Regions from separate parts of the Mus musculus genome. Here region 1 is linked to region 2. Evidence: chromatin contacts called from public Hi-C data. All regions are on one chromosome and are shown on one strand. Each heading gives the region's core, a stretch centred on a gene start, on an enhancer-like site or on the middle of the called end of the contact. The rest is flanking DNA. Distances are from core to core; before and after follow the strand shown.

Region 1 (2,892 bases), core at 148-2,647, 520 kb before region 2:
TATTTTTAATAGTATAACTTATCAGCCAAATGGGACACTTTTATGAAAGAATAGTAGTATAGTGAGAGCTGGTATTAATTTTTACCTCAGGACATAGGGCATCAGGCTTAAATCACAGTTGTCTTCTAGTAAACAGGAAAGGGTGGTTTCCGCTTGAGGCATCGGCCACAGTGTCTTTAGGAATTCTCATCAACTCTAGCTTCCAGCATTGCTCTTTCCTGTAGTGATTTATTTGCTGAAATTTCTTTTATCTGTATAGGACGGCTTGCAGAGAGCCTGGATCTCTGACTGTCTTTGGGTTAATAGGGTCTGATTGTCTCCAGATTGCATGCTCGCTTAGACTCTCCCCTTCTTTTCTTCCTCTAACCCTGTCCTGTCTACCCTTGCATTTCTCCTACCTGATAGTTTTCTTCTCTGTATTTCTAGCTGTTAGAACAAAGCTAACCAGCCCAGGTATGCAGAAATCATTGCTAGAGATTAATCATATGGAGAGAAAATTACAGGTCAAAAATACAGTTTTGAAATCAATTTTGGAATTCCTGGTATTATTAAGTATGCAGGTGTGATTTTCAAATAACCTGTGTGTGTGTGTGTTCCATATAACTTTAGCTTCCACTTCTTTTCTCTCATGTGTGCCATACTCAGAAATCATTACTTTTATTCTGAAATTAGTTGTGTGTTGAGGGTGACTTGGGGGGCATGTGTTCATTGTGGCAAATCTTGGCTAAGTGAGTCACTCCCTAAAAGACTTTTCCTTCTGCATTGTTAGAGTTTTTACCCTCCCTCCCTCCCTCCCTCCCTCCCTCCCTCCCTCCCTCCCTCCCTCCCTCCCTCCCTCCCTCCCTCCCTCCCCCCTCCCTTCCTTCCTTCTTTCCTTCCTTTTTTGACTGGCTGCTGTTCGTAGTATTAGGGATTCCGTGCAGGGCTTTGAATAGGCAAGTACTCTACCACTGTGGTATTTCCTTGCCCCTGGATAATTGAGACAAACTCTTGCTCTGTAGCACATGCTGGCTTTGAACTTGTGATCTCCTGCCTTCGCCTCCTGTGTGCAAGCTTATCCTGCCCACTCAGTCTTCCTTCTTCCTTTCTGATTTTCCTTGTAAGCTTCTCCTTTGTCCAGATCCCAAGCTTTAAAGCTGTGAACTCTGTTTATGTCCTGCTAAAGTGACTCATCTGTACCACAGCCTCCAGATGCGTAAACACGGGTGATTCTCAAATTTCCGTTCACAGATCGGACTTCTCATACACATGCTCACATACCCAGTCATGTCTTGACTTTTTTCTTTTCCATATTTAACTAATATTTGGTTTTGGTACAATTCTCAGGCTTAAGGATAAGTTGAGGTATCTCACTTCTCACTTAGTAACTTCCCTTTTATTCAGCAAGTCCTAATTATGAGCCGGACTCTGGCTTCCTGACTTCCTCTTCTGTCTGTCCCACGTGCCCAGAGCTCTTCAGCAGCTTTCCTTCTGAGTCTTTTTCTCACTTGCTTTTGTCTCGTATACTCTTCCCCTAGTTTCTGCGCAGCTGGTTTCCTCTTGTCTTTTAGCCTTGCCATCTATGATCCTTTCCCTAGTTTTATCTGAAGTAGATCCTGCATACTTTGCTGTTTGAGTCCTGTGCTGCTTTTACAACAGTTAATATGGTTTTGCTGTATTTTATGCATTTGTTCTCTTGGGTTTGCTCTGCTTTTCCTGTTAGCTCTTTGAGAATAGACTGTTGCTCTCTCTTGGGTTACCCAGCACATAGGTGCCGCTCCACAAATATTGAATGAATAAGTAAAAAGCATGAAGCCTACCATGTTCACTTGTATATATATATATATTTTTGTATTTTAGCATACCCAATTTGTAAATTCATAGTATCTTATAAAAAAATACAGAAGATTTCTTAGTGAGCTAGATTAAGATACAGACTGAAGGATGTACACAGTAGTAAATGGTCCTGGTTCATAATCTGATTTTCAACTCGTACTCTAGGTAGGAATCATGTGACATAAAACAGTAGCAAAGGGACAAACGTGTACTTTTTAAGTTATTGAGTAACTAGTCATTGTCATTTAGTGTTTTGTTAGTGATTCAAGGTCATCCATGGTTTTAAAATTTTTGTCCAGCTTTTCAACTTTGTCATTTTTCTCCTGCCAAACATTTTAGGTCTTCCTCTACCCCCACTTCACACAAACTTGCTTGGAGAGACTGAGTTTGTTGACACAGTATGGCAAATGACCACAAACCTGTAGCCTTGTCATATAACAATCATGTCTTTTCCTGTCGACTGCTAACTCAATTAATTTCTCCTCCACTCCAGCAATAGGGAAGTTTATTGAATTCACACACAGCAGGTGCTGCCCAGTAAATAGTAGCTAAGCAAATGTGAATTACTCTGCCAGCTCTTAGAAACTGAGAGAATGACAGTCCACCATATGGTTTATATTTAATTCTTTCTGTTATGTTCATTTCAATCTTACAACATGTTTAATTTGGTATATGTTTATTTTAATGAAAACTGACAGTAGTAAGCTTTATAAAATTTATGATACAAGGAAATGATTTTTGTCTGTCTTTGTTTCAGCTATGATCACTCTGTGTCCAATGACAAAGCTTTAATGGTGCTAAGTGAAGAGCCATTGCTTTATATGCCTCCACCTCCATGTCAACCCCTGATTAACACAACAGAGTCTCTCAGGTAACGGGTGTGGACTGGTGCAGAAACTACCGAGTGGCCTCCCATGGCAAACTTCAAACTTAGCAAAGCATTTCTTCAGCTTTAGTAAGAGGCCAAGAGAATCTGACTTGCATTGGATAACTGCAAGCCAGGATAACAATTGTCCAGGTAGCGATGGTGATGGGTCCATTCATTGTGATGGTCATCTGCTTAGGTGGGTCTTGTTT
Region 2 (2,700 bases), core at 60-2,559:
GCTCACTTCATAGAGTTACTGTTGGGATTCAGACTCAGGAAAATCCAGCTGAGGTGTATATTTCACATATCAAGCAGACCTGGCCTCCAGGTTCTCCCAGCATCCCCCAGTCCCTTCCTAAGAACTTTCCAGCCACGGGGCTGGGCATCCCCTCCCCCAGAAGAAGCTCCTTCCCATGTAATGAACACATTTTGTTCTCCCTCCCTCTCTTCCTCCCTTTCTCCCTCCTCCTCCCTTCTCTATCCTCCCCCTCTTTCTCTCTTCTCCCCTCCCTCTCTCTCCCCCCCTCTTTCTCTCTTCTTCTCTGTCTCTATCTCTGCACATGCATGCCCATTCTCTCTCTCTTTCTCTCTTTTTCTCTTTCTTTTACTTCCTCCTCTCTTCTCTCTCTTTCTTCATGGAGACTTCCCTGACCCTAATTCCTTGGGACCAGTGGTTTCCCATACTTCCCATACTGAATTCATACTGTATTCTGAGTTAAGGCCAATCTCCCCCCCCACACACACACACACACTCTGAAGTCACCATTGCATCAATCTCTACACCTGTGAAGAGGACCCTGAATAAAGTCTTCCTCCATGTCTGTAACAGGCATGATAAAGGGTTTGGTGTTGCTCAATTTCTTCATCTATAAAATGACAATGGATCCTGCTTGTCTCATAAGAGCACAAAATAAAGGATAAAAAGAAATGAGGAAATGCAGTTTGGTAAAGCCCTTTATCAACCTGAAAGCATATGAAATCTTAGCATTTTAAATACTGCAAGTGAATGCAGCCAACCAACCTTTCATGCAATAGTAAAGCCCCCCCCGCCCCCGCCCCCGACCTTCTCCACATCACATAAAGAGGCACGCAGAGAAAATGCTGCTATGTCCGTTCTTTCTCCCCATCACCTTCTCTCCTTCCTTCCTTGTCTACCCTCTTCTGTTGTCTCAGACTCTGCTCATGTGGCATGCACAATTGAGAGAGGAAGGCCGGCAGAAGAGCTGGGCAGGGACATCCTTCTGTCCTCTCCTGGCAGTGCCTGGCCCATTCCTATTCCAAAATAGAATGAGATACAACTCCCTGAACATATGGCTGCCATCAGGGTTCGCCTGCATGAAGATGAGGATACTCACGAGACACAGAGGCACAGGGCTCCTGGCACAGACTCGCTGTCTCTTATCAGAAAGTTGCCATCCACACCTCCCTTGAGGAGCAGGGCTTCACACTCTCGCTTGGTCAGGCAGCCATGGTAGTAAGGCAGATCCATGGAGGGTTGTTATGTTTAAACCGCCCTGTCACCCTGAGATCAGTCCCAGGCCAAGGAGGTGCTGTGAAGAGGGAAGTGAAGAGGAGTGGAAGGTCTGTTCCTCCACTGTGGTCTAAACAAATGAGGTTGCTCTGTAGGGTTCAGTTTTACAAGACACAGGAAATGAGAAGGGAGGGAAATGGAGTGACCACGATACTTCAGCCTAGGGGTGGGTGGCTCAAATATGACTCACACAAGTGGGTGAGTATACCTTCTACCTGAGTCAGTGCTGTTTGTGGCTGGAGCAGCAGCACTAAAATCAAGCTCCCTAGGGACAGGTTACAGAATATCACCCCTTCTGGCTTCTGGCTTCCTAGGGGCCAAACCACTAACCCTGCTGCACTAGGTATCCATTTCTGTTTGGGCTTTTTCTGATCATGCTCTGCATTAATGGCCATCTATTCAAAAGTAAGCTTCCCTAATGAAGGTTGAGAAATGCCCTGCTCTGTGGATAGAATTGTGATAAGTCATTAAGGAGTTGGTTTAATACCATGTCCATTTAACAAAATAATAGTAGCAGGTTCTCCCCTAAGTACAAGGACCTCTCTAGCCATGGGTTCTTGGCTCCAATAATACTGTCAAGATTGAATCTCTTTTTTTGGGTGCATCCATCATAGAAGACTACTTGGATAAGTGTTTAAGCCAATAGAAAGTATTGCCAGGCAGTGGTGGTGCATGCCTTTAATCACAGCACGTGGGAGGCAGAGGCAGGCAGATTTCTGAGTTCGAGGCCAGCCTGGTCTACAGAGTGAGTTCCAGGACAGCCAGGGCTACACAGAGAAACCCTGTCTCAAGAAACCAAAAACCAAAAATCAAAAGAAAGAAAGAAAGAAAGAAAGAAAGAAAGAAAGAAAGAAAGAAAGAAAGAAAGAAAGAAAGAAAGAAAGAAAGAAGGGAGGGAGGGAGGGAGGGAGGGAGGGAGGGAGGGAGGGAGGGAGGGAGGGAGGGAGGGAGGGAGGGAGGGAGGAAGCAAGGGGGGAGGGAGGGAGTGGGAGGGAGGGAGGGAGGGAGGAGTTAAGGAAGGAAGGAAGGAAGGAAGGAAGGAAGGAAGGAAGGAAGGAAGGAAGGAAGGAAGGAAGGAAGGAAGGAAGGAAGGAAAGAATTTGTTACCTAGCCAGAAAATACACTGGGTGTTTGGGATCCCAGTGTATCCCTGAGCATTTTGGGGGGTGTGACTTTTTAAGAACAAAACCACATCCTGAGTTAACACACTTTAGAAAGAACAGTTAGCTTGAAGCAGACATACAAAGTGCAGAAGGCAAGGTTAGTACCTTTAGAGACTTTACCAGATCTATGGACTTTAAAGGATTAGGTCTTTATTCTGTATTGGCCAAGTGGTTCTTAACCTGTGTGTCATGGGTCATACATCAGATATTTGCATTCTGATTCATAATAGTAGCAAAGTTATAG

What was found. A called contact is a pair of places that touch in the nucleus more often than the background predicts.
Region 1: a contact with region 2 is called in a Hi-C map of bone marrow-derived macrophages, with 12 read pairs. The contact joins the enhancer-like site here to the promoter of Sh2d1b1 in region 2. A contact is called at or near these places in 6 of 39 promoter capture datasets (cranial neural crest, frontonasal cranial neural crest, hippocampal neurons and 3 more), 3 of 484 Hi-C or Micro-C datasets (bone marrow-derived macrophages, cortical neurons and embryonic stem cells), 1 of 115 datasets of contacts at active chromatin or transcription factors (bone marrow-derived macrophages) and 2 of 9 other capture datasets (embryonic stem cells and macrophages).

What each region holds. Positions count from the first base shown.
Region 1 is chr1:170,794,451-170,797,342 of GRCm38.p6, reverse strand. Atf6 (activating transcription factor 6) reads left to right here. Exons shown (of 16, transcript NM_001081304.1): 11 at 2,573-2,686. Among named protein-coding and RNA genes, the nearest start is that of Gm25235, 37 kb to the left of the region's middle. Within about 2 kb of position 1,397, at least 71 of the 459 cell types and tissues checked have an H3K27ac peak or open chromatin away from gene starts, as enhancers often do. A contact at or near this core is called in bone marrow-derived macrophages, where this site is marked.
Region 2 is chr1:170,275,927-170,278,626 of GRCm38.p6, reverse strand. It overlaps Sh2d1b1 (SH2 domain containing 1B1), which reads right to left and starts at 1,309. Exons shown (of 4, transcript NM_012009.5): 1 at 1,118-1,309. The coding sequence starts at 1,251.